7 separate regions of the Mus musculus genome follow, and all the other regions are linked to region 1. A link is a contact called in public HiChIP or PLAC-seq and promoter capture Hi-C data. All regions are on one chromosome and are shown on one strand. The core of a region is the stretch at or near the end of the contact, and the rest is flanking DNA. Distances in the headings are between cores, read along the strand shown. Region 1 holds the start of N4bp1 (NEDD4 binding protein 1). Region 2 holds the start of Cyld (CYLD lysine 63 deubiquitinase). Region 3 holds the start of Trir (telomerase RNA component interacting RNase). Region 4 holds the start of Hook2 (hook microtubule tethering protein 2). Region 5 holds the start of Fbxw9 (F-box and WD-40 domain protein 9). Region 6 holds the start of Wdr83 (WD repeat domain containing 83). Region 7 holds the start of Snx20 (sorting nexin 20).

Region 1 (2,958 bases), core at 297-2,796:
CTGACAACTTCATCTGGTGTGTCTGAAGACAGCTACAGTGTACTCACATACATAAATAAATAAATCTTTAAAAAAACAAAAACAAAACATCGCCCATGTGGTTTCTAGAAACAAATTCTGGTGCCTGATAGGTGGAAGAGTTTGGGAAAAGGTGGGTAGAAGATGTTCAGGAAGCTCCAAACAGGGGGCTTTAAGACATTGGTGACTTCAAACCAAGAGGGGCAGAGAGGGGCATTCTCCTAAGTTCCCAGATCTGACCCTCGAAACACCAAAGAGGAAACAATACCTTATTCCTCAACTTCCTACTCCTCCCCGGGAGCTTAAGATGCTATACAATACACCTTCAGCCTTCTCCCACCCACGGCTTGGAGGACTCTCTTGCATAGAAGCAATTAAATTGCCCGTTCTCCTGGCAACCTGTCGACTAACCTGGCTATTTCACTGACTCAATGAGATTTTAGAGGCATAAGCGCCTCCGCGGTCAAATTTTGCTGTTTTCTGACAAGGGGGAGGGGCTGATGGCGGTGCTGAATCTGAAATACTGATTATACACAAGGTGAGTCACCGCTTAGTTTCAGTTTCTCCAGTTGTTCATTTAATAGAAGGAACAAGCCCTATCAAAACGTATTCGCCGGATTTTTAAAGCCTGCGTATTCCTTTTGTGGTACTCGGCGGAATGTCAGAAGTGTAACAACCATCATTTAATCGTAGAACACCAACACTACAGGAATAATATTTTTAACGCAGCTACCAAATATTCTACCTCTGAAGCGTCTGGTCATTACATGCGTTCCCTTCCTGATTTCCTAGAGGTTCAGGCCTAAGATTCCCAAAGGGTTTAGAAGCCCTGGAGTGGCGGCCTGGAGGGTGAAGACCAACCAGGAGCATCGAGCCTTGCGCACATCCAAGGGACCAGCGGACGGAGGGAGCGCGAGCCCGCTCAGCGCGCGTGCTCCGGGGCCTGATGGCTCTGCGTTCTGCGCACTTCGCGAGGGACCAGTCAGGGAGATGCTTTCGCAGCGCCCTTTACAAACAGGGACCCCGAGGCTCCCAGGACGGACCCGCTCCGAGCGCCCCGCGCGCGGCCCGTGCGAGCCAGGCCGGACTCACCTTGGCGCTGTGCACCGCCTCCTGCGCGCCGCGGAGTTGCAGCCAGATACGCGCGGGCAGCGGCTCCTCCGCCCCGAGGGCGCCGAGCACGGCCAAGCCCACCCCGAACAGAGCCTCGATGCGCCCGCGGCTCCGCTCCAGCAGCGCCGCCTTCTCCGCGGGCGCCGTGAACTCATCCAGCACCACCCGGGCCGCCATGGCGGGCGCGGCCTCCCGGGGCGCCGGGGGCCAGCGGCGGCGACGCCCCCTCAGCGTGCCGCCGCTGCACCGAGCCGCTCAGGAGGCGTGGGCCGTGCCGGCCTCCTCGCCCGCCCGCAGGCCCCGCTACACCATCACGACACGGCCGCCGCAGCTTAGCAACTGCGGGCAGAGACTCCCCGCCACCCCGCTGCCCCGCTGCCCCGCTGCCCCGCCACGGCCGCCGCCGCCGCCGCCACAGCCGCCACGCATGCGCTCAGCCCGCCGCCGTTGTGGAAACTCGCCGCCCCGTCGCGAAGGGTGCGTTGGTAGGCTGAGGGCAACGGAAGTCGACGCCACACGCTGTCACCATGTTGACCGTGGGCAAGCGTCGGCAGGCGAGGCCTGGGCGGCCATATTTGATAAGGGCCTGATGCCTTTGGGCATCTAGTAGAAGGATTTTACATTGATAGGCAAATGGTGATTCTTTTCCTTCTTTTTACTTCCTTCCTTTCCCCTTTTTACTTACTTCAGAAAAAAAAGAAAAATCGTAACAGGAAAAGAAAATGGGACAACCAGTAAAGAATTAAAAGGCCAAATTGCTGGTCTAGTGTCAATTACTGTCATCCCACTGGGGTGGGAGAATGAGGTAGGCAGATAGTCATTTGCTGAAGGCAAGCCTGAGCTACATAATTCCAAACCAGTTTGAGCTATAAAGTGAAACCTTGTCTCAAAAACCAAACAAGAGCTGTTTCGGTGGAGTGCTTATTGGGTATCATAAGGACTGGGAGTTTGATTTGGCTATCATCACTCCAGGAAAGAGAACAGATCTTCAACCCCAGCTCCAGCTGAGACCTGAGGGCTTGCTGGCTTGCAGCTTAGCTAACAAAAGGCAAAAGGGGAGCCACAGATCCAGGGAGAAACTCAATCTTAAAGGAGTAGATGACATTGTAGAGGAGATCACCCAAAGGCCCCTCTGGCCTCTGCTTAGAGAGAGAGGTGCTTACCATCACACACTTATGCCCATACATTCCACACAAGTATATGCATAACTCTAAAATAAATCTATTTTTTAAAAAGTTGGGCATGGTGTCATAAGCCTAAAATTGTGGTAGCACTTAGATAGTTGAGACCAGAGTCAATCAAACAAAAAACCAAATACCTTCTTCTAATGGCGTGGCCAAGTGAGCAGTTTCTTTACTGTACCTCTGGCATACAGGAAAGGGGAAAGGCAATTTCAGTAGAGTTATGTGTGTTATGTGAGGGGCAAAAATAATAGGGATCATACTGTGGGACTAGGGCAAATAAACCAAACCCTTCTTCTGGCCTGTGTTTCTGTTAAGTCAAAGGCATCACTTGATTCCAATGCTTCCCAGATGTAAGCTTTCTTCTTCTTTTTAATTATTTATTCACTTTATGTATATGAGTACACTGTAGCTGTCTTTGGACACACCAGAAGAGGGCATTGAATCCCACTACAGATGGTTGTGAGCCACCGTGTGGTTGCTGGGAGTTGAACTCAGGACCTCTGGAAGAGCAGTCAATGCTTTATAAACCACCAAACTATCTCTCCAGCCTGACATAAGTTTTCTTGAATCCTTAAAAACAAATTGTGAAAGATAAAGTATTGGTTTCTGTAGCTGGTTTTTGCTACTTTATGGGTTCTTCTTT
Region 2 (3,207 bases), core at 485-2,984, 1.8 Mb after region 1:
TTATCCTGATTCAGTGAGCATGTGTCAGCGGGGGTGGGGGTGGGGATAAGTGAGGTACATGGTTACTGATAGTGCAGTGGCAAACCCTACTGAAGCAGAGCATTCAACTATACAAGATGTCACTATCAGAAAGGACATAAAGATGCTTCAGCCAGGAGCGGCAAATCACATCTCCAGGAGCCTAAGGACAATGAGCATGAGAGAAAGGATCTGAGGAGAGAAAACAGAGTGGGGGAAGGACTCTGACAATCTGGAGAAAATAAGTCTGCTTGACCCACTAAAAGATTCCCAAGTCTACTTCCTCAACTCTGTCCTCTTCCTTGTTGGATGGGGCCAAGCAAAATGTTCTCCCACACAGCCAGATTGGATCTCTGAATCATGCCAGTGTCATGGGAGAATCCAGATCTATAGGGGAATGTTGTTGTCTAAGGCCACTGTGTGTCACTATTGATTTATATCATGTGGCTAGAGCTTGGGAAATTGGGAACAGGATATATGTATACCAGTGAAAGACAGGAAAGAGTTGAGGCTTCAGTTTTCAGAAGATACCAATTTCATCATGGTTGATTTCAGCAGGGAGAGGAGTTGTGAGTTAATACTGTTAGCAATCACCCATGTGTCTGTCTGCTTCTGTGTTAGTGGTTTTCATTGTTTGGATTTTCAGAAACATGGTAGTCTTCACTGGGGAAATTTGTGTCATGATTAAACACACACACACACACACACACACACACACACACACACACACACACACACACCCCTCCTTCTCAGTATTAATCACCTTCTCCCATAATTAGTAGTTAAAATGTCAAAGGAGAAGGAATTAATTAAGAGAACTATCCAGTGAAGCAAGTCATGTGCTGCCAGGCTCTGGGGCTGATTATAAAAAGAGTTTCTTTAAATATTTTGAACACTTTTGGGAGTCAGAATCCTTCCGTCTAATTGAAAGATCCTTCATTATACCCTTAATTCTGGCTGGTGGCCAGGGATGCAGTCCCGGGTAAGGTAGAGGGTGGAAAGCCTTTCTTTATCCTTAGGAGACTCTCTCCACCCTTGGAGAGGATGGCCACAGAAGTTTAAAAAAACAGCAGGTGTCCCAGACGCCATCTGAGGACAGAAAGAGCTTCAGTTTGTACAGAGTCTACTGTTAGGAGATACTATATAGCATTTCACAATAATCCGGTAAAACAGGTGGTACTAACACCTCCGTTCTACAGACGAGGAAATTGAGGCTTAGGATGGTTGGGAGTTCCCCGTGTTACATGTTGACAAACTGAGAAAGAAAACATTGACTCTAGGTGTAATTCTAAGCTTTGTTCTTTCAATGGAATTCTGAAAATTATTCTCAGTTCTTCTCTGGATCGCTTCCCACCCTAGTTTTGACAGCTAAGCCAAGAGACAAGACCCGCGCAAGGAGGGTGGAGCTAAGAGCACAGCGCCCCGCCCAGGCGTGGTTTCAGCCAATGGTGACATGACACTGGCGGCCTTTCGCCCAATCAGCCATCGCTCCTCGCCCCCACCCTTTCTCCTCTGCCCCGCCCCTTCGCTTTCCCTTTGCCTCCACCGAGCTTGACCGAGCGGAAAGTCCCTTCAGCCAGCACCCTGCCAGCAGCCATTGGAGGAAGGTCTGTTACAAGAAAACCCAATCAGAGCGCACGCAGGGTCGGATCTCTGAATACGATTGGCTAGCGCGGCATCTACCCTCTCCGCCTCCGCTCCTCCCTCCCCGCGGGCAGTTCGGAGGCGGGGCAGGTGGGGGCGGGCCCAGGTAGCAGGTTCGGCTGCGCGGGGGCCCGCGCGCCTGAGGTAAATACTGGGGTGGTGGGTGTGGGGCGCCCGGCCGGCCCGGGACGCTGGTTCTGAAGCCCGGGGCTGCGGCGCTGAGCGGCGGCCGAGGCGGGTGAGTGTGCGCGGCCGCGCGGCTGACGCTAGGTCCCCAGTGTTCCTGCTCTGCCTCAGGCGCCCTGAAGCGCGGAGGCGACCGTCGGGCCTCAGCGCCCGCCCGTTAGCTGCCCCGGGCCGACGAGCTTCTGACGTCAACCGCGGTTGTCACCTCCAGCCTGCCCGAGGGCTCCCGACTCGCGGGACTCCTGCACCACAGGGCTTGGGTAGGAGCAGTGCAGGACTCCGTCTTTCTCTCTGGCCCGCCGTCGTGGACAGATGGGGAAACTGAGGCCGGGACCCTGCCTGGCTCCCAACGGCTGCAGGAGGCAGGGAGAATCTCGGGTTATGGTACCTCACGTCTGTGCTGTTTTGTGGGGTGTTGGTGGCTCCGCTCCCGGAAGAGCAGTCTGGCCTCGCTAATGGCGTGTTCTGCTTTTTCTTTCAGTTTCTCTGGTCTGGAGGGAGGGGGGAGGAGAGAGGATGGTTTTGCACAGTTGTGTAGTTGGAAGGTGCATCCTGTTGAGACAGGTACCTTGTTTTTCCTTTTATTATTATGGTCAGCCTTGGAGGAGACCGCCAAGTCGCGAATGATCATGGTCTGGAACTGAGTTCATCTGGGTCAGCTGCCAGGTTATTCATGTCCTTGGCATCTTTTTCTATTCCACCCCTTGGCATTTGCATGTTTTAGGGGTTTGTCATCCTCTAGCCACCAAGCCTTGCAATCTCCCAACCCCCACTATCCCCGCCACCTTCCTCTTTTTGATTTTCCCTGGAAAGTTGTCTCCTTAGAGGAGCATTCATTCATACCTTGCTGTGGTGTGTGTGTGTGTGTGTGTGTGTGTGTCTGTGTGTGTCTGTGTTGGGGCTAATCAGGGATTCCTAATAAGATTGCTCATTTTTGTAATCATTGGCTCCAGAGAAGAATGCAGGCATCAAGAGGGCGTGCATTCAAACATCAGTCTCTTGCACACCCCCTCATACCTCAAGTAGGTTGAATGGCCCCAAGAATTTAGCCTGCTGCTCCCCGCTGGGTAGTGGGTGGATTTGCACTAGAACAGTATTGAAGGAAAGTGATTTGCTGGAAATTCTTAGTGAAGTTCATGTAATTTGAATGTTGACAGTACCCAGAACATTCTCTAATGTTCTGCTGCAAAATTTTAAGGTATTCTTTAAAAAAAAAAAAAAAAGCCTTGTTTGGACTGGAAACTTTTGAGATGAGCTGATAAGACCAGGAACTTGTTATGTAAAAATGACATATTAAACAGAAGATACCTAAACTGTGGTTAAGTGATTTAAGGAAGTCTTTAATACATGAAGAAAGAG
Region 3 (3,212 bases), core at 357-2,856, 1.9 Mb before region 1:
TTCTGCTTCAACCCCCCACCCGGCCACCCCCGCCGCCATCTTGGACCCGGCTCACGTGATTAATCGGGGCGCACCACGTGCTAAATACGTACAGGGGAAATGAGTCTGCCACAGCCCTGTACAGGCTGGAAGTCTGACTTATTTTACTCCTGCATTGACATTTGGAGATAATGAGCGCTATCTTTTCACCATTTTATGAGTCAAGGGCTCACCTTTGTGAACTTTTGTCTGTAGTTTTCTAAGGATTCCCCTGTCTCGCGGACATATTGGTATGACCCAGACTACTGCTCTTCACTGATTGGGCCCTGAGTCTTGCGGCACTCTTTTCATTGGATGAATCTTGTCTTACTTCCACTAGTCACGCTCAAGTCCCTGCAGGCGTCAACCTCTCCTTAGCAACCAGGCAAACATCCTGGCCAAGCTTTTTGCGTGAAGTTAGAGCAGAGGTAGCTCTTGATTCCATAGGCTCAGTTTCCTGATTATCATTTCCCCCTTACTTTCTGTGTTGGACCTCAACATCTCTTCCGGTCCTCCAGTTACCCAGTTGGTTGTGAGCCACATGGTTTCTGTCGCAAACCAATTACGAACGAACTGGTTATTTGGCTGAGGGTCGATTAAAAGACTCCATTTGCTGCAGAGTATGCAGACTTTCCCCCTGTGTTCCCGGAACTCCCATGTTGGGCAGGAATGATTCCTGCAACAAGTCGTCCTTGTAGAAAGAACTTTAATTTCTGAAACTCTTATTGCGCTTGGCACTCTGCTTTCTCTCTGGGTGTGCTCCAAGTTCAGCAAATGCAATTTTAATCGAGTCCCTGTCCTTGGGAAAGAATACAAGGGTCCTTAGTCCCTTCATGCAGTACGCAGCTCAAAACATTAAGTCTTAGGTTCTCAGCCTGGAAATACGTTCGGCTTCATTTTAGTGCTCCAGCCTCTTTAAATACTAATCTCAGGCAGTGTCTAGCTGCACGCAGCCAGCGGTTTTCTTTCTTTCTTTCTTTCTTTTTGGTTTTTCGAGACAGGGTTTCTTTGTGTAGCCCTGGCTGTCCTGGAACTCACTTTGTAGACCAGGCTGGCCTCGAACTCAGAAATCCGCCTGCCTCTGCCTCCTGAGTGCTGGGATTAAAGGCGTGCGCCACCACGCCCCGCTGCCAGCGGTATTTTTATTTCAAGCTAAGAGATTAACTTCAGAGACAGATGTCAAACCTGGAGATGCTTCCATTCTAATAGGAGGTATCAAGTTAGATATGCTTTGTAGACCTAGTTAGGGGCCACACAAGTTCCCAAGGGACAATTGAAAACACAGGCTCCAAACAAGATCCGTTCAGTTACAGAGTTCTGGTGGCTGCCTGGGATTGTTCTCTTAGCCCTTACAGGGGGCCTGGGTCCCAAACGATGGTCCCATTCTCGGGGAGCTTCTGGCTGCTTAGCTAACTCGTATCTAGCAGGATTAGGGAACCGAGGACCAGAAGGAAAGGGACCGGCTTCTGGGCTCCATCGCCTGGTGGCCAGGTCAGAACCCTTTGGCCCCACCTAAGCTCCGCCCACTCTGCGTTGGCTTCTGGGTTCCGACCTCTCTTCCCAGCATGCATTGCTCCAGACGAAGCCAGTCCCGCGCCAAGCGCGCGGTCTGAGAGCCTTTCCCGACGTCCTTTGCACGGCATCTGGCCACAAAATGGCTGCCCGAGGGAGACGGGCGGAGCCTCCGGGTCGGGAGGCGCCCGGCCCGGCGGGCAGCGGCAGGAGCCGATGGGCTGAGTCGGGACCGGGAACGTCACCCGAGAGTGGGGACGACGAGGTGTCGGGCTCGAGTCCGGTGTCCAGCGGTGTGAACTTGTTTGCCAACGATGGCAGCTTCCTGGAGCTGTTCAAGCGGAAGATGGAGGAGGAGCAGCGGCAGCGGCAGGAGGAGCCACCCCCGGGCCCGCAGCGACCCGATCCACCGGCCTCCGCCGCGGCGGGCCCAGGGAATCCGAAGAGGAAGGGCGGCCCAGGCCCCACGCTCAGCTTCGTAAGGAGCCGCGGGGGTGGGGGCGGGCGCCGGGGCCCGCGTTGGCTGGGGGAGTCGGGCCCGGGAAGGGGCGTCATGGTCCAAGGCAGTCCTCCGCCCGGCTGCCTGGACGGTCCCGGTCGCTTGCTGAGAATCTCGAGCCTGGATTCCGGACCAGAGGTGTTTCTGGGCGGGAATGGGAATCCTTAGATCTCATTCGTGGGACCTGAGAACCGGGAAATTGCATTGGAAGCAGCGCTCTGGGGTTAGGGGGCCCTAGATGCTAGGATTCCCGTTTGATTTGTACCCAGACTTTGAATAGTGAGGCCCACATATAATGTGGGGGAAAAAGAGGAGACACATTTAAATCCCGAGTCTGCTGTAATCGTTAGACTCGACTCGGACCACGGACCGTAGCCGGGCGTGGTGGTACACGCCTTGTATTACAAGCACTCCGGATGCAAGAAGAGGAGAATTCGAAAAAGTGAGACCTTGTCCCAACTAAACAAAACCAACCAACCAATAACAAAAAGCAAATCACCGACTTTGTGGCCTTAGCAAGATCAATCGATTCCTTTCTTTATTATTTAACTAATGTCCATTTATTTAGCACCTTATCTTGTGCTGAGTATTTATTGGTGGTGTCTTTGACAGAAAAGAACGTTGTTTGTTTGGAGTGTGGGTGGCCTATCCTGATTTTCTGTAGTTCTAATAATTGAGATTTTGATGTATTTCATGAAGTGGTCCTAGGAAAGTCAGAACAGACTCTTAAAGAACAAGACCAGTGGTTCTCTACTGGGAGCAAGTCTCTTCATCCTCATGTATTTGGTAAAGTCTGTAGACATTTTGGTTGTCAAACTCTTAAGAGGAGATGCTAGTGACATCTATAGGTAGATAGCAGGGATGCTCTTCTGTATCCTATAACGCAAGGGATAACAAAGAATGATCTAGCTGAAAATGTCAAGTGTCATGTTGAGGAGCCTCGGGTTAAATAAGTTGGACATATACTCTGTTAGTTTTGAGCTTGCTTTGTCTCTGATGTTGAGACCTTGTAGTGGGGAGGAAGAAATGTTGGTTTGAGAATAACAGACTGTGGGTCAAATCTTGGATCCAGTTCTGTGGTTTGGGGTAAGGCTTAAGTTTGTTTAGGTCTTAAAAGGGGGTGTGTGTGAGCCTCCAAAGTGGCACATACATGGAATCCTAGCACTGTGGTGCTTGAGGCAGG
Region 4 (2,847 bases), core at 142-2,641, 1.9 Mb before region 1:
TCCCTTCTATACCTTTCCACAGGGTCTCAGGGACTGGAATCAGGAAAACAAGGCGTGAGGGTCTGTGGAAGTGTGAATCAGCCTCCAAGGCTCTCTGGTGTGTGCAGCTGAGAGTTTGAGTGGGTTGCAACCGAGTGTCTGTAGTAGATTAACAACTCTAGTAAGATAGAGGGCGGGTGGCTGATGTCGCTGGGCTCACCCAACCAGGACAGGGTCGCTGGACTGGATCCCGGCTCATTGCCTGGATGGAAGCAGAACATTATCCCCCTCCGAACTGAACCCGCCCCAAAGCAGAGCCGGCTCCACTCCTCCCTCTGGGCACATTTAATAGCCTCTAATTACAGCACATTACCCCACCCGCCAGAGAGGGGAGGGGCTACTAGTGGACCCAGGGGTCAAAGGGCGTGGTCTGGGCTTTACCCCTGGCGTCAAAGCCCGTGTACTTTGTAGCCGCTGTTTACTCATTTGCAAAGCGGCGGATTAAAAAAAAATTAAATAAAAAAATTAAATAATACAGTTTCTAAAATTAAGAAACAAAACCTGGGAATTAAAGTAGCCCTTGTCTCCTAGGGTCGTGGAAAACATTCAATTGTCTGTAGATATATAGCTTATTGTAAAGTCTGAAAACAGTAAGCACTCCACAAATGATGTCTTGAGACTTTATTGTCAAAAAATTCTAAGCTCTCTGCGCTCCCCTAAACCGGCTCAACCGGTGGACGCACCCTTTTCCCAGAAGGATGCGTTCCTACGTTCTGCGCGCCCCCTGGTGGGCTTCAGATCACCCGCAGCTTTGGCCAGGTCGAGTGTTTTTTAGGGCAGGAAGGTGCTCAAAGCACCCGGGGCCGGGAAGGAGCAGAGTAGCTCGCAGGAAAGAGACCCCGGGCTGGGCAAGTGCTATGTCCTTTACTCAGGACATACTTGACCCTTCCTGCTCCCAACCATACCCGAGTTTTCAGAAGGACTCCAGCCAGAATCACTTCTCTGGGGAAGACGCTTTTAAGATCCTCTCACTCCACGACTACAGGATTTATAATTATTCTCTGCGCCCACATTAAGAAAGGCTCAGATCATAACGCGGCTAAACCGGAGGATTTCTTTCAGCTTTGGGGGGGAACCATTAAAGTGCCTGTGAAACTGGGTGCGGTAGATCCGCCTTAAAAGGATCTTGAGGACCACTCCACTACATAAAGAGAAGCCGCGAGGAGTGGAGGTCACCAGCAGCAGGACTGAGCCAGACTGACACCTAGCGGCAGAATGTGCACTTGCCTATGTCCCGCATCTAAGATGGCGAGGCAAGTGTTTGCAATGGGAGATCACGTGTCTGGGGCGGAGCCTATGGCTAGGGGGCGGGGTGGAGCGGGGCGGCGCTCTAGGCCGAGCGGGAGGTCTGGGCTTCGGGCGCTCGCTGGTGGCGGACCCGGAGGCTGCTGCTGCGTGCCGGGGCTCCTTGGCCCGGATCGAATTCGATCCGGAGCCATGAGTGTGGACAAGGCCGAGCTATGCGGGTCTCTGCTCACCTGGGTAGGTCGGGGGGCGGGGCTGGGTCAGGTGTGCGCCCTCTCCTCTCGTCCTGTCTTGGTCTTCTTTCCTCGGTTTTGGACCTGGAAGGAGGAATAGATCGTAGGCTTGCTGGGCCGTTGGACTCTGACCTGACCACCTGCGTCTGTCACGTGGGCAGGCCTGAGCGAAAAGACCAGGTGAGGCCACGCCCCTCTGGAGGGCACAGGCCTGGTCACATGTTAGCAGTGGGGACCAGGTGACTGGTGGTAACGCCCTGACCTAGGTTTGCAGGGTTTGCCAGGATAGGTAAAATGAAGCCACGCCCCGTCCTTGCCTAGGCGTGTAGAAGTCACGCCCCCGAAGATGTGATATGTTGGTGCTACAGGCTAATGCCTTTCTAACCCCGTGAAATGTCTGATGGCTGGGGAAAAAGTCTGCAATTCCAGGTCCTCAATTTTCCTGTTGCCCTTCCGTCTTCCCCCTTTAGTTGCAGACGTTCCAAGTTTCACCCCCCTGTGCCAGTCCCCAGGACCTGAGCAGCGGACTCGCCATAGCCCATGTGCTGAATCAGATGTGAGTGTGGCGGCTGAGTGGGAGGATCCTGAAGGGCTCCCCAGCCTGCTCATCCCATCTTTCTGCCCCTAGAGACCCTTCCTGGTTCAACAACGAATGGCTCCAGGGCATCTCAGAGGACTCAAGCCCCAGCTGGAGGTTGAAGGTGACAGGTGGACTCATGACTAGGGAATAACTAGAGGACTTAAGGAGGTGAAGGCAAAGGGAAAGCTAGATACATGTCCTGTGCGATGGACAGGCAGTCTTGTCAGGAAGAGAGCCAGATGTCTGGTGATCAGCAAGCTATTTTTGTTTATATTGAGCACCCACAATAGGACAAAAAAACTTGCCACCATTCTTATGATGTGGGCAAAAGCACACACACAACACATGTTAACTTCCAAGAGGTGTGCTGGCAAATGCTTGTAATCCCAGCTATGGTGGTGTGTTAATACAGGAGGGTGGTAAACCATCCATCATCCCGTCTCAAAACCTTTAAAAGGCCAGGGATATAGTTGGCAAAAGAGAATTTGCTCACCCTACACAAGGTCCTGAGTTCAATCCCAAGTAGCAGGGTATGCTGGGTGGGGGGTGGGAGGGGGGATGGGCAGGGGTAGCCAGACCATGTGGCACACATGGAGTCCCAGTACTTAGCAAGCCAGAGGATCAGGACATCAAGGTTATCTTGGGTGGCTACACAGTAAGTTAGAACTCATTCTGAGCCACATGACACACTGCTTCAAGAAACAAAACTGGGCTGGAAGAATGGCTTGGTGGTTAAAAATGGATACTGTT
Region 5 (2,771 bases), core at 81-2,580, 1.8 Mb before region 1:
CTTTAGTCCTTAACCATTTATTGCCCACAGTTTTGCCTGACCTATTTGAAATTGAATCAGAGTTCCTAGACAATGGTCATTTGACCCCAAAATAAACTTAGGCGTGGAGCTTAACTGTTGAAGCCATGCAAAGTTGAAGACCTAAATTAGGATTGCCCACATCAGTGTTGGGCACAGGAGAGCAACTCCTGGTGAACAGAGACAGAAGGCTTCCTGAGGCTCACTGGCTGGCCAGCCAGTCTAGCTAAAAGTCATTAGTCAATAGCTGTTTCAAGATATAAGATGCCTGCTGTGAGAGTTGGCTCAGCACATAAAGATGTTTGCTGCCTGTTTACCTTAATTTGATTCCAGAACCTATGTAAAGGTGATGGAGAAGTGACTCCACAGAGTTGCTCTGATACATGTGACCTGTGGTGCACGGGAGCACACACAAAATTTAGGACAATAAACTAAGATGGAGATTGAAGAAGGCCTCCAACCATCTCAACCTCAGGCCTCCAAATGCGTACAAAGCATAAACTCCAGGGCTGAAACGGTCGATGGCCCATGGCTTAAGAGCACTTTAAGTGAGCGAGATAGGTGCCTTTCATTTCAACAGAGAGAGCAGAGGCAGGTCACCCACCGAATTAGAGGCCATCCTGGATTACTTGTCTAAAACAAAGCAGTTGGTCTTGGAGAAGATGAAAATTGGGTTTCTAGCATCCACAAGAGGTGATTGCCGACCTGTAAACCTAGCTTCAGGGGATTCCAAATATAAGAGTAGAAGCCGGATTAAAGGCGTGCCCACTGCCCGGGTTGAGGACCCAGTGACCATTTTTTTTTTTTAAGAATTATTTAGCTGGGTGGTGGTGGCACATGCCTTTAATCCCAGTACTCGGGAGGCAGAGGCAGGTGGATTTCTGAGTTCGAGGCCAGCCTGGTCTACAAAGTGAGTTCCAAGACAGCCAGGGCTATACAGAGAAACCCTGCCTTAAAAAAAAAAAAAAAAAAGGAGTAGAAATAAAAGATAAACGCCGGGCGTGGTGGTGCACGCCTTTAATCCCAGCACTCGGGAGGCAGAGGCAGGTGGATTTCTGAGTTCGAGGCCAGCCTGGCCTACAAAGTGAATTCCAGGACAGCCAGGGCTATACAGAGAAACCCTGTCTCGAAAAACCAAAAAAAAAAAAAAAAAAAAAAAACCATTCACACCCGCACAGGACTAGACGTCTGATTTCCAAGCAATATCTGGCAGGTGTTAGTCTCTGACGTCATCTAATGGGCGCCGGAAGTGATCTCGCGCTGCCTAGGAAACAAGACGCGGCTCTGGCTAAACCTGTACAGCCGCGCCCACCCGGGCGCCATGGATCTTTCCTCAGGGCGGAGTGGGGATCCTCGCTCTTGTGAGGAGGAATCTGACCCCGAGCCAGATCCCGACCCTGACACTCAAGCTGAGGCCTACGTAGCCCGTGTGCTTACCCCTCCCAAGCTTGGCCTGACCCCGCGGCGCTCGTCACTGCAGTCCATGTTCTCCGCGTCCCTAGGCGTGCCGGAGCGAAAGGCCGCCTCCAAAGTCCCGGCCGTGCGCCTACCGGGCCTCTTGAGCCTTCCCCCGGAGCTGCTGCTGGAGATCTGTGCCTACCTGGATGCGCGAGTCGTGCTTCAAGTCCTGCCGTGCGTGTGCCAAGCGTTGCACGACCTCGTGCGTGATCGTGTCACCTGGAGGCTACGCGCTCAGCGCCGCGTACGCGCACCCTACCCAGTGGTGGAAGGTATGCACATCCTTGGGAGACAGGAATTTTGGGGTGCTGCCTAATCCTTGTCGACCACAAGGCCACTTGGTTTCCTCAGGAAGTGCTCTGGACCTGGGATTTCTAAACTTAAAATCCAAAGATTTCCGGGTTTGCGCTTTGTTAGCACAAAGGCCCTAGCCCAAGAATTCCCAAGCTTTGGAAACAACTTGAGGCACAAGCAGCAACTAGCATAACAAAGCCTTTGACCCATGGAGTGTTGATCCAGGATTCGTTAAGAGGTTCTGAATTTCTAGACTCCCGATTGGGATCATTAATACCAGTAATCTTTCAGTTCTAGGTCTAGCCTGTCACCTTTTCTATTTTATTTTATTATTTTGGGGCAGGTTCTCATGTAGCTCCTTAGCCTTACAAGTGTTTGGGCTAGCCTTGTCATCTTTGCAGAGCTGTGTTGTTCCTTCTGCCCTTGAGGTCATTGGTTTCTGGAGGAAGAGACAACTTGAAATCGATGATTTTGAGTTTTTGCTGTTGCTTTTAAGGACAGAACTCAGGGCTTTGGCTATGCTAGGTAAATGCTTTATGACGTGTCCCATCCTCAGCATGTCTCGGACATGTTCCTGGTTCTGATATTGCTAGGTTCTCAGGCTCTTGATTCCTCTAATCTGGAAGAGTTTGATTCTTCTGCATTAGGGAGTTGCCCTCCAACCCCGAGTCAGATTTACAAACAGCTTTGATAAAACAGGTGCTTGGACCTCCTCCAGACCATTGAATGGCTGACCTGAGGTTTAGATTCTGACTTGGGAGGGGGCAGGAAGAGCGACTAGGGATAACTTAGGTAAGTTCTCTACTGCCGAGCCATATTTCCCACCCCTTGGCTTCTGTGTCTTGATGTGGCTTCCTGGTTTATAGTTAGAAGGATTTTTTTTTAATTTTTAATTTTTTGTTTTTTGAGACAGGGTTTCTCTGTGTAGCCCTGGCTGTCCTGGAACTCACTCTGTAGACCAGGCTGGCCTCAAACTCAGAACTCCGCCTGTCTCTGCCTCC
Region 6 (2,994 bases), core at 111-2,610, 1.8 Mb before region 1:
TTGGAGATCCAAGGCCTCTGCCACCATGCCCTTCACGGCTCATTCTGATACTCAGCACTTGGGAGGTAGAGGCAAGAGGATTAGGAATTAAAGACCGCCTTGGATTACAAAAGACCCTGACTCAAAAGACCAAACCATGGCCACTATGACCTCCAGTGGCACCAGGGCAAGGAGTGTGGCCCTGGACTCACTCACCCTGCCAAGATCTCATGGTCTGACACCTTTACACTGGATATGCCGTCTCTAGCTTCATCTAGTGTTTGCACCGGCTCAGGCTTCCGAGAACGACAATCCCAACATCGGACACTGGAATCGATAGAACCTGTAAGGTCAATGTGAAGATGAGGTCAGGTTTGGGTCTCTGGGCAGCGGGCAGTTTCTAGCTGTCCAGACCTAGACTCACCAGACAGGATGACTGTAGCCTCTTCATTAAACTGAACGGTGTTCACCTTCTGAGAATCAGGAATTACCAATTTAGAGGAGTGAGGCTTTGGAGGATTGGGATTAAGGCAAGGCTCTCAGTGCATGTTAAAGCAAGGGCACATGTTATAGGTAGGGAAGGTGAAAGGTTCTAGGGAAACTGGAAGGAAGACAGTGCTTGGTGGCTGTCACGGTATACTAGATGGGCACAATGGGGGAAGACTGTGATGGAAGGATCTTCCTCGTACCACCTACGGGCTAATATGGATCTCCACAATGCACACGTTAACGAGGGTCTTCTCGCTTGTACTCACTCCAGCGTGGCCCCGAAATTTGCGCACGACCTGCCCAGTTGCTACATCCCACAGCACCACCGTCTTGTCCCCGCCACCAGAACAGAGATGGCTGTTATCAAAGGAGCTGGAGGACAGGGAAAAGAAGGTCAATATCCACTCACGACCCTAGCTAGCCTCTGCGCTCCTTATTCCAGCCTAGCCCGGAGCTCACCCAGCCGCATCTAGCACTTCGTAGCCGTGGCCACTGTAGGTCCGCAGCAGCGTCCCACGCAGCGGGTTCCACAGCTTTAGGGTTTTATCGCTGCCGCACGTCAGGCAGTAGTTGCCGTCCACTGGGGAACAAAGGGCAGGGGTTACGGGACCGCCGGTCTCGGGTGGAGGGACGCCCGGGAGGAAGGCGAAGGCGCTTACCATTAAATCGCACGGCTCGCACCGCGCCCTGGCTGCAGTCCAGCGTCTTCATCCGTTTCTGCGGCAGCTCCGGTGCCCGCGGCTTTGGCTCGGGAAAAGCCATACTTTTAAATGCATCAGTCCGCTGCCTGCTTTACTGCTGATGTATTGAGACCACCGTCCTCCCAAGCTTTCAAAGAGACTTGCTCGAGTGTAACATTATTATTGTCCCCCAGGATTTATTTCCTGCTTTGCACTTCCGTGCAAAATTTCAGCGCGTTAATGACAGTTTTGGGGATACTGAAAAGTCCTTTCAGTTTTTTTTCCCTAGACTTCCTACTTTCCAGGAACTGTTTTGGCCTTTTCTCATTCTCCTTTTTCTGGCTGAGAGTCGTCCCTCTCACTGCTATTGGGAACAGAAGCGCTGGCTACTGGTGTTACTCTAAAAGCCATCCTTCATTCCCACGCCCGGAAGTTGCTCTTCTAGCTGTGAAAGAAGGACGGCGTGGTCTTCAGTTTGCTATGTCCACTAACAATATGTCCGACCCACGAAGGCCCAACAAAGTGCTGAGGTGAGCAGTCCAGCAAGTCATGGCAAGGCGTCTTTGGTTGTGGCCGTGGGTCATGGCTAAGGTGGCCCAGGTGGGACTTGATCGCTCCTGATCCTTGAACATGTCGCAGGTATAAGCCTCCCCCGAGTGAGTGCAACCCGGCTTTAGACGACCCGACTCCGGACTACATGAATCTTCTTGGCATGATCTTCAGCATGTGTGGCCTCATGCTTAAGGTGGGTGGGGATGAACCTCCCTGAGTGTCTGTTGGTCCGCCTGAAACTGAGGTCTGGGGTGGGTTCAGAAAGAGGCGGGTCCTCTGGCTGTGCTAGAGGTGGGGAAGGGGGTGAGGTCAGCTAGGGGTGGAGCTAGGGTGACGCCCCAAACGTAGGGGAAGTTGGGCTTGCACTTGACTTGTACACTGCCTAGCGGGGTCTGAGGGTGGAGCCTAACTTAGGCAAGTTACAGACGACTTGTGGAAAAGAGGCCGGGAGGGTCCTTAGCATGTGGGAATGTTAGAGCAGTCTGAGAGGATGCGGTAGGGTGAGAGGTGCAGGACACACATTGGCATCAGAAGCCTGCTGCTTCGAGTAGGCTCTGAGGGTTGGTGTTGAGGTGCTTCCCCGGGAACAAGGTCCGAGCTGCAGGTAGAACCTGATATCTGAGGACCTTGGTGGTGGGAGCTCCTTGGTATACTTGTCACTGACCCGGTCTTCTCACCCACCTTTCTTCAGCTGAAGTGGTGTGCTTGGGTTGCTGTCTACTGCTCCTTTATCAGCTTTGCCAACTCGCGGAGCTCGGAGGACACTAAGCAGATGATGAGTAGCTTCATGTGAGGATGCTGAATAAGGGGATGGGGTCCCATGCGTGCTCCCCAGCACTGACAGCTCTTTTCCATCTCAGGCTCTCTATCTCCGCCGTGGTGATGTCCTATCTGCAGAATCCTCAGCCCATGACGCCTCCCTGGTGATGCCACCTAGGAGGGTTGGATCCTGGACTCAGGCCCACCTTCTCTCTGGCCTAGCCTTTGGCTGCCTCCGCCCTCCCTCAGCTGCTGTCCTAAACTTTCCTGAGTGTGGTCTCTGGGCTCCCAGCTGAATGGAAGGAAGTTGGCTCTTTCTTTGGGGCCCTGCTTCTGCTTTGACAAAGAGATAAACCTGCAGACTTCCCTTTTACCTTCTCCCCCCCCCCCAAACCCGGCCACTGTTATGAGAAACACTGTTCATGTTTCTACGTAGTCACTTGTTTTCTTATTGAAACCAGTTGATATAAAACTTTCCGCTCTGGTTGGCTTGCACTGTTGCTTCTCTTTTGTTCATGGGGTGCTCTGCCCAGTG
Region 7 (2,835 bases), core at 96-2,595, 1.8 Mb after region 1:
TGACAGTTTCCCAAACACATCCAAGCCTCAGTTTCCCCCTGTGGGCAATTGATCCTTTTGCTAAGCTCCTTGGTTTTTTGTTTTTTTAGTTTTTTGAGACAGAGTTTCTCTGTATAGCCCTGGCTGTCCTGGAACTCACTCTGTAGACCAGGCTGGCCTCGAACTCAGAAATCTGCCTGCCTCTGCCTCCCAAGTGCTGGGATCAAAGGCCTGCGCCACTACGCCCAGCTGCTAAGCTCCTTGGGGACAGAGGGTTCTGAGGGCTGCCTTATCACTCCACACCCTCAGTGGGAAAGATTTCTAGCCATCAGAACAAAGCACTGCAGATGTTGGGACTGGACTTGGCCCAGAGGACAGAGCAGAGTCGCAGGCTCCCACCCCTCCACCCCTTACTATCTTCTGTGCATGACAATCTTCATTTTCCGGGAGCCTTGGCTCTTGTTCCCCACTTCAAGGGGCCCTGCCCTCTTCAGTCCTCCTCCTTCATACACAGGGCCACTTGTAGAGCCGAGGCCACCTTTCTCGGGGGCAGGGGGAAGGTTGTGGGGGGTGGCTAATGAAAATCTGGTAGAATATAGTAAAAGCCCTTGCCCATAAGACAGAAGAACTGAGAGGCACCCATTCAAAGAGGAGGAGGAAGGAAGGAAAGGAAGGACAGGGAGCGGCAGCCCTGGCTGCGGGAGTTTGAGTTTAAGTCTCCTTTCTTTGTAGGGCAGCCTCCTCAGGTCTCCATTGAAGGGCCAGCCAAGGCTCCACCTGCCCTGAGCACCATGGGACCCCTGGGTGCTTCTCTGTGGAGCTTGCCGCTGGAAGCGCTCTCAGTTGGGTGTGCACATCAGAATCCCCACTGGGACTGGGGAGAGGAAGTGTTAGGAGCTCTAAGGCAAGCAGGCTGCCTACCCCACAACACCCAGACAGAGCTGGGGTGGGCTCCGGATTCTTACTCGGCTACAGGGTCCACCCTTTGAGAAATACAAGCCTGGACTTGTTCCCAGGAACAGGACCAGTGCCTGGCATTGCAAAAGGAGTCAGGCTTAGAGGTTGGAGGTGGGTTTGGCCCCAGTTTCTAAGGACAGCCCATACTCTCACCACCCTTGGTCCCTCCTAACCAGTACCCAGGGAGTTCCTAGAGGGCCTCTCAAGGACATCACTGGGTCTCAGGGCGCAGAAGCCAGCTACGCTTGGGGTCAAACACTGACTGACCTGGGATCTTCAGGCTTTGTGGGTTCGGGGTCCAGGAGAGTCACATGCCCCAGTCCGATCTCTTTTTGCAAGGTCCAACTAGATGGCTGAATGTCTGCCGCAATCCTGAGTTCTCCTTTTGAAAACAGGAAATGGGCTGAGTGATCTCCTTCAGGGGCCCCAGCTTATTGGTTGCTGAAAGATGTACATTGAACCTCCTAGACAAATATCTGCAGTACATCATACAGGCCACGTGGGTCAAGGCCACCAACAGGAGGACAGTTTAACTTCACAGCAGCTTTAAGCAGCTTGATACGTATTAGACACCCGAACGATAGCTGGCATTTGGAGAATTCATTTCAAAGTCCTTTGTTTTAGTCCTTTTCTGTGGCAATGACAGAAGACGATAAACTGAAGGAAAAAAAATCACACACACGAAAGTTTATTTAGTTTATAGCTCTGGATCCGGAACATGCAAGAGCACACTGGTAGTGTCTGTGAGGGCTGTCCTGCCGCATGTGACATGCCATGGTAGGAGGTGGACAGACAAGAGAAAGCTTACCTTATGCACCCCAGTTTCACAGTTACAGCATAAATCCCTTTATGAAGACTGTCCTTATGACAGTCAACTCTCAGAAGACCCTACCTCCCAAACCCATTATGTTAGGGATCTCAGTCTAACATGAGGATTTGGGGATACATTCTTTTAATAGTTATTATCCTAGCTATGAGCTAGGCATAATGGGGCCCTTCGTGTTCTGTTGACAAGCTGGAGAACTGAGGTTTGGTGCATGGAGCTGGTGGGATGCGGAGCCAGTGCCTGACACAGAAAGGTCATGGGATAGGCTAGGGTACGGCCCAGGTGGACATCTTGCACTCCCCTGGCTGTGAATGAGCCAGGCTGTACCTTCTCTACCCTTGGCATGGCTAATACTTCTTGAAGCCATTCTACAGTGTGGGCAGGGGTGTCACCTCATAGCTTACAACACTGGGTCCCACAAAGGATAATTATGGTAGACATTTTACAGGCTTATTTCCCACCCATCTCTTCTCCGTTGGAGTCCATTGCCTTCTTTGTCTTTTATCGAATTGCGTTAATGGCTGAAGATAGGCCGAGAGGGTTCCTTTGGGTACATGTGCTTCTTAATCTCTTTTTCCTCCCGAGGCTCACATTTGCACTGAAAGGATCTTGTGATGAATAGATGCTGTCTACCATGCTCAACTAAATCAATCTTGCTTTTCACTGTCACAGAGGTTTCGCCCTCATTTGCATCTGCTTCAACCCCACAGGCCCTCAGGAAGCTTATGATGAGTCAAGGTGTACAGAACACTTAATGGTGTCATGCTGAGCGTGTGAGGCTGGCAACTGAGGGCATACTAAAATCCTCATCGTTTGCCTTTCTGCTCAGGACTCTGTACAACATCCTGCCTCTCTGCACCACCATCACTATCATACCAAGAACACACATATCCATAAGAATTTGGTTTTGGCAAGAGCTTGAGAGAACTACTGTGCATGGCGTGCCTCTGGCTAGCCAGTCCCAGCTGCAAGGGCCGGATCTCATTTGCCTCTGCCTCGTGTTGCCTGGCAGAGGGCCTAGTGTGGTAAAGAGACAAGAGGTTGCAGAGAGGTGTGTGCCTCTGCCCCTCCTC

Evidence for each region. Promoter capture Hi-C pulls out the DNA fragments that hold promoters and counts their contacts. HiChIP or PLAC-seq counts read pairs in DNA pulled down with a chosen protein or histone mark.
Region 2: a promoter capture Hi-C map of hematopoietic stem and progenitor cells shows a contact between it and region 1, with 2.1 times the contacts expected there. The contact joins the promoter of Cyld here to the promoter of N4bp1 in region 1. A contact is called at or near these places in 3 of 39 promoter capture datasets (erythroid cells, hematopoietic stem and progenitor cells and liver) and 1 of 484 Hi-C or Micro-C datasets (B cells).
Region 3: a promoter capture Hi-C map of pre-B cells shows a contact between it and region 1. The contact joins the promoter of Trir here to the promoter of N4bp1 in region 1. A contact is called at or near these places in 5 of 39 promoter capture datasets (the C10 cell line, the HPC-7 cell line, embryonic stem cells and 2 more) and 3 of 115 datasets of contacts at active chromatin or transcription factors (astrocytes, large pre-B cells and microglia).
Region 4: a contact with region 1 is called in a promoter capture Hi-C map of neutrophils, with 4 times the contacts expected there. The contact joins the promoter of Hook2 here to the promoter of N4bp1 in region 1. A contact is called at or near these places in 5 of 39 promoter capture datasets (the C10 cell line, the HPC-7 cell line, embryonic stem cells and 2 more), 1 of 484 Hi-C or Micro-C datasets (the C2C12 cell line) and 2 of 115 datasets of contacts at active chromatin or transcription factors (bone marrow-derived dendritic cells and embryonic stem cells).
Region 5: a promoter capture Hi-C map of pre-B cells shows a contact between it and region 1, with 5 times the contacts expected there. The contact joins the promoter of Fbxw9 here to the promoter of N4bp1 in region 1. A contact is called at or near these places in 2 of 39 promoter capture datasets (embryonic stem cells and pre-B cells) and 2 of 115 datasets of contacts at active chromatin or transcription factors (both in embryonic stem cells).
Region 6: a contact with region 1 is called in a promoter capture Hi-C map of neutrophils, with 4 times the contacts expected there. The contact joins the promoter of Wdr83 here to the promoter of N4bp1 in region 1. A contact is called at or near these places in 9 of 39 promoter capture datasets (the 3T3-L1 cell line, 3T3-L1-derived adipocytes, embryonic stem cells and 5 more), 2 of 115 datasets of contacts at active chromatin or transcription factors (embryonic stem cells and large pre-B cells) and 1 of 9 other capture datasets (adipose tissue).
Region 7: a contact with region 1 is called in an H3K27ac HiChIP or PLAC-seq map of bone marrow-derived dendritic cells, with 7 times the contacts expected there. The contact joins the promoter of Snx20 here to the promoter of N4bp1 in region 1. A contact is called at or near these places in 1 of 39 promoter capture datasets (liver) and 1 of 115 datasets of contacts at active chromatin or transcription factors (bone marrow-derived dendritic cells).

What each region holds. Positions count from the first base shown.
Region 1 is chr8:86,883,712-86,886,669 of GRCm38.p6, forward strand. It overlaps N4bp1 (NEDD4 binding protein 1), which reads right to left and starts at 1,547. Exons shown (of 7, transcript NM_030563.2): 1 at 1,111-1,547. The coding sequence starts at 1,308.
Region 2 is chr8:88,695,294-88,698,500 of GRCm38.p6, forward strand. It overlaps Cyld (CYLD lysine 63 deubiquitinase), which reads left to right and starts at 1,735. Exons shown (of 17, transcript NM_173369.3): 1 at 1,735-1,806.
Region 3 is chr8:85,025,227-85,028,438 of GRCm38.p6, forward strand. It overlaps Trir (telomerase RNA component interacting RNase), which reads left to right and starts at 1,607. Exons shown (of 3, transcript NM_026760.3): 1 at 1,607-2,008. The coding sequence starts at 1,673. It overlaps Get3 (guided entry of tail-anchored proteins factor 3, ATPase), which reads right to left and starts at 61. Exons shown (of 7, transcript NM_019652.2): 1 at 1-61. The coding sequence starts at 39.
Region 4 is chr8:84,989,232-84,992,078 of GRCm38.p6, forward strand. It overlaps Hook2 (hook microtubule tethering protein 2), which reads left to right and starts at 1,392. Exons shown (of 21, transcript NM_001372357.1): 1 at 1,392-1,521; 2 at 1,988-2,073; 3 at 2,146-2,218. The coding sequence starts at 1,477.
Region 5 is chr8:85,058,789-85,061,559 of GRCm38.p6, forward strand. It overlaps Fbxw9 (F-box and WD-40 domain protein 9), which reads left to right and starts at 1,331. Exons shown (of 10, transcript NM_026791.2): 1 at 1,331-1,748. The coding sequence starts at 1,340. It overlaps A230103J11Rik (RIKEN cDNA A230103J11 gene), which reads right to left and starts at 1,672. Exons shown (of 4, transcript NR_110582.1): 1 at 1,619-1,672.
Region 6 is chr8:85,079,386-85,082,379 of GRCm38.p6, forward strand. It overlaps Wdr83 (WD repeat domain containing 83), which reads right to left and starts at 1,361. Exons shown (of 9, transcript NM_026399.2): 1 at 1,128-1,361; 2 at 928-1,048; 3 at 735-840; 4 at 404-452; 5 at 196-322. The coding sequence starts at 1,230. Wdr83os (WD repeat domain 83 opposite strand) reads left to right here and starts at 1,578. Exons shown (of 4, transcript NM_001001493.2): 1 at 1,578-1,678; 2 at 1,788-1,893; 3 at 2,392-2,489; 4 at 2,561-2,954. The coding sequence starts at 1,629. The coding sequence ends at 2,627.
Region 7 is chr8:88,634,783-88,637,617 of GRCm38.p6, forward strand. It overlaps Snx20 (sorting nexin 20), which reads right to left and starts at 1,346. Exons shown (of 4, transcript NM_027840.3): 1 at 1,204-1,346.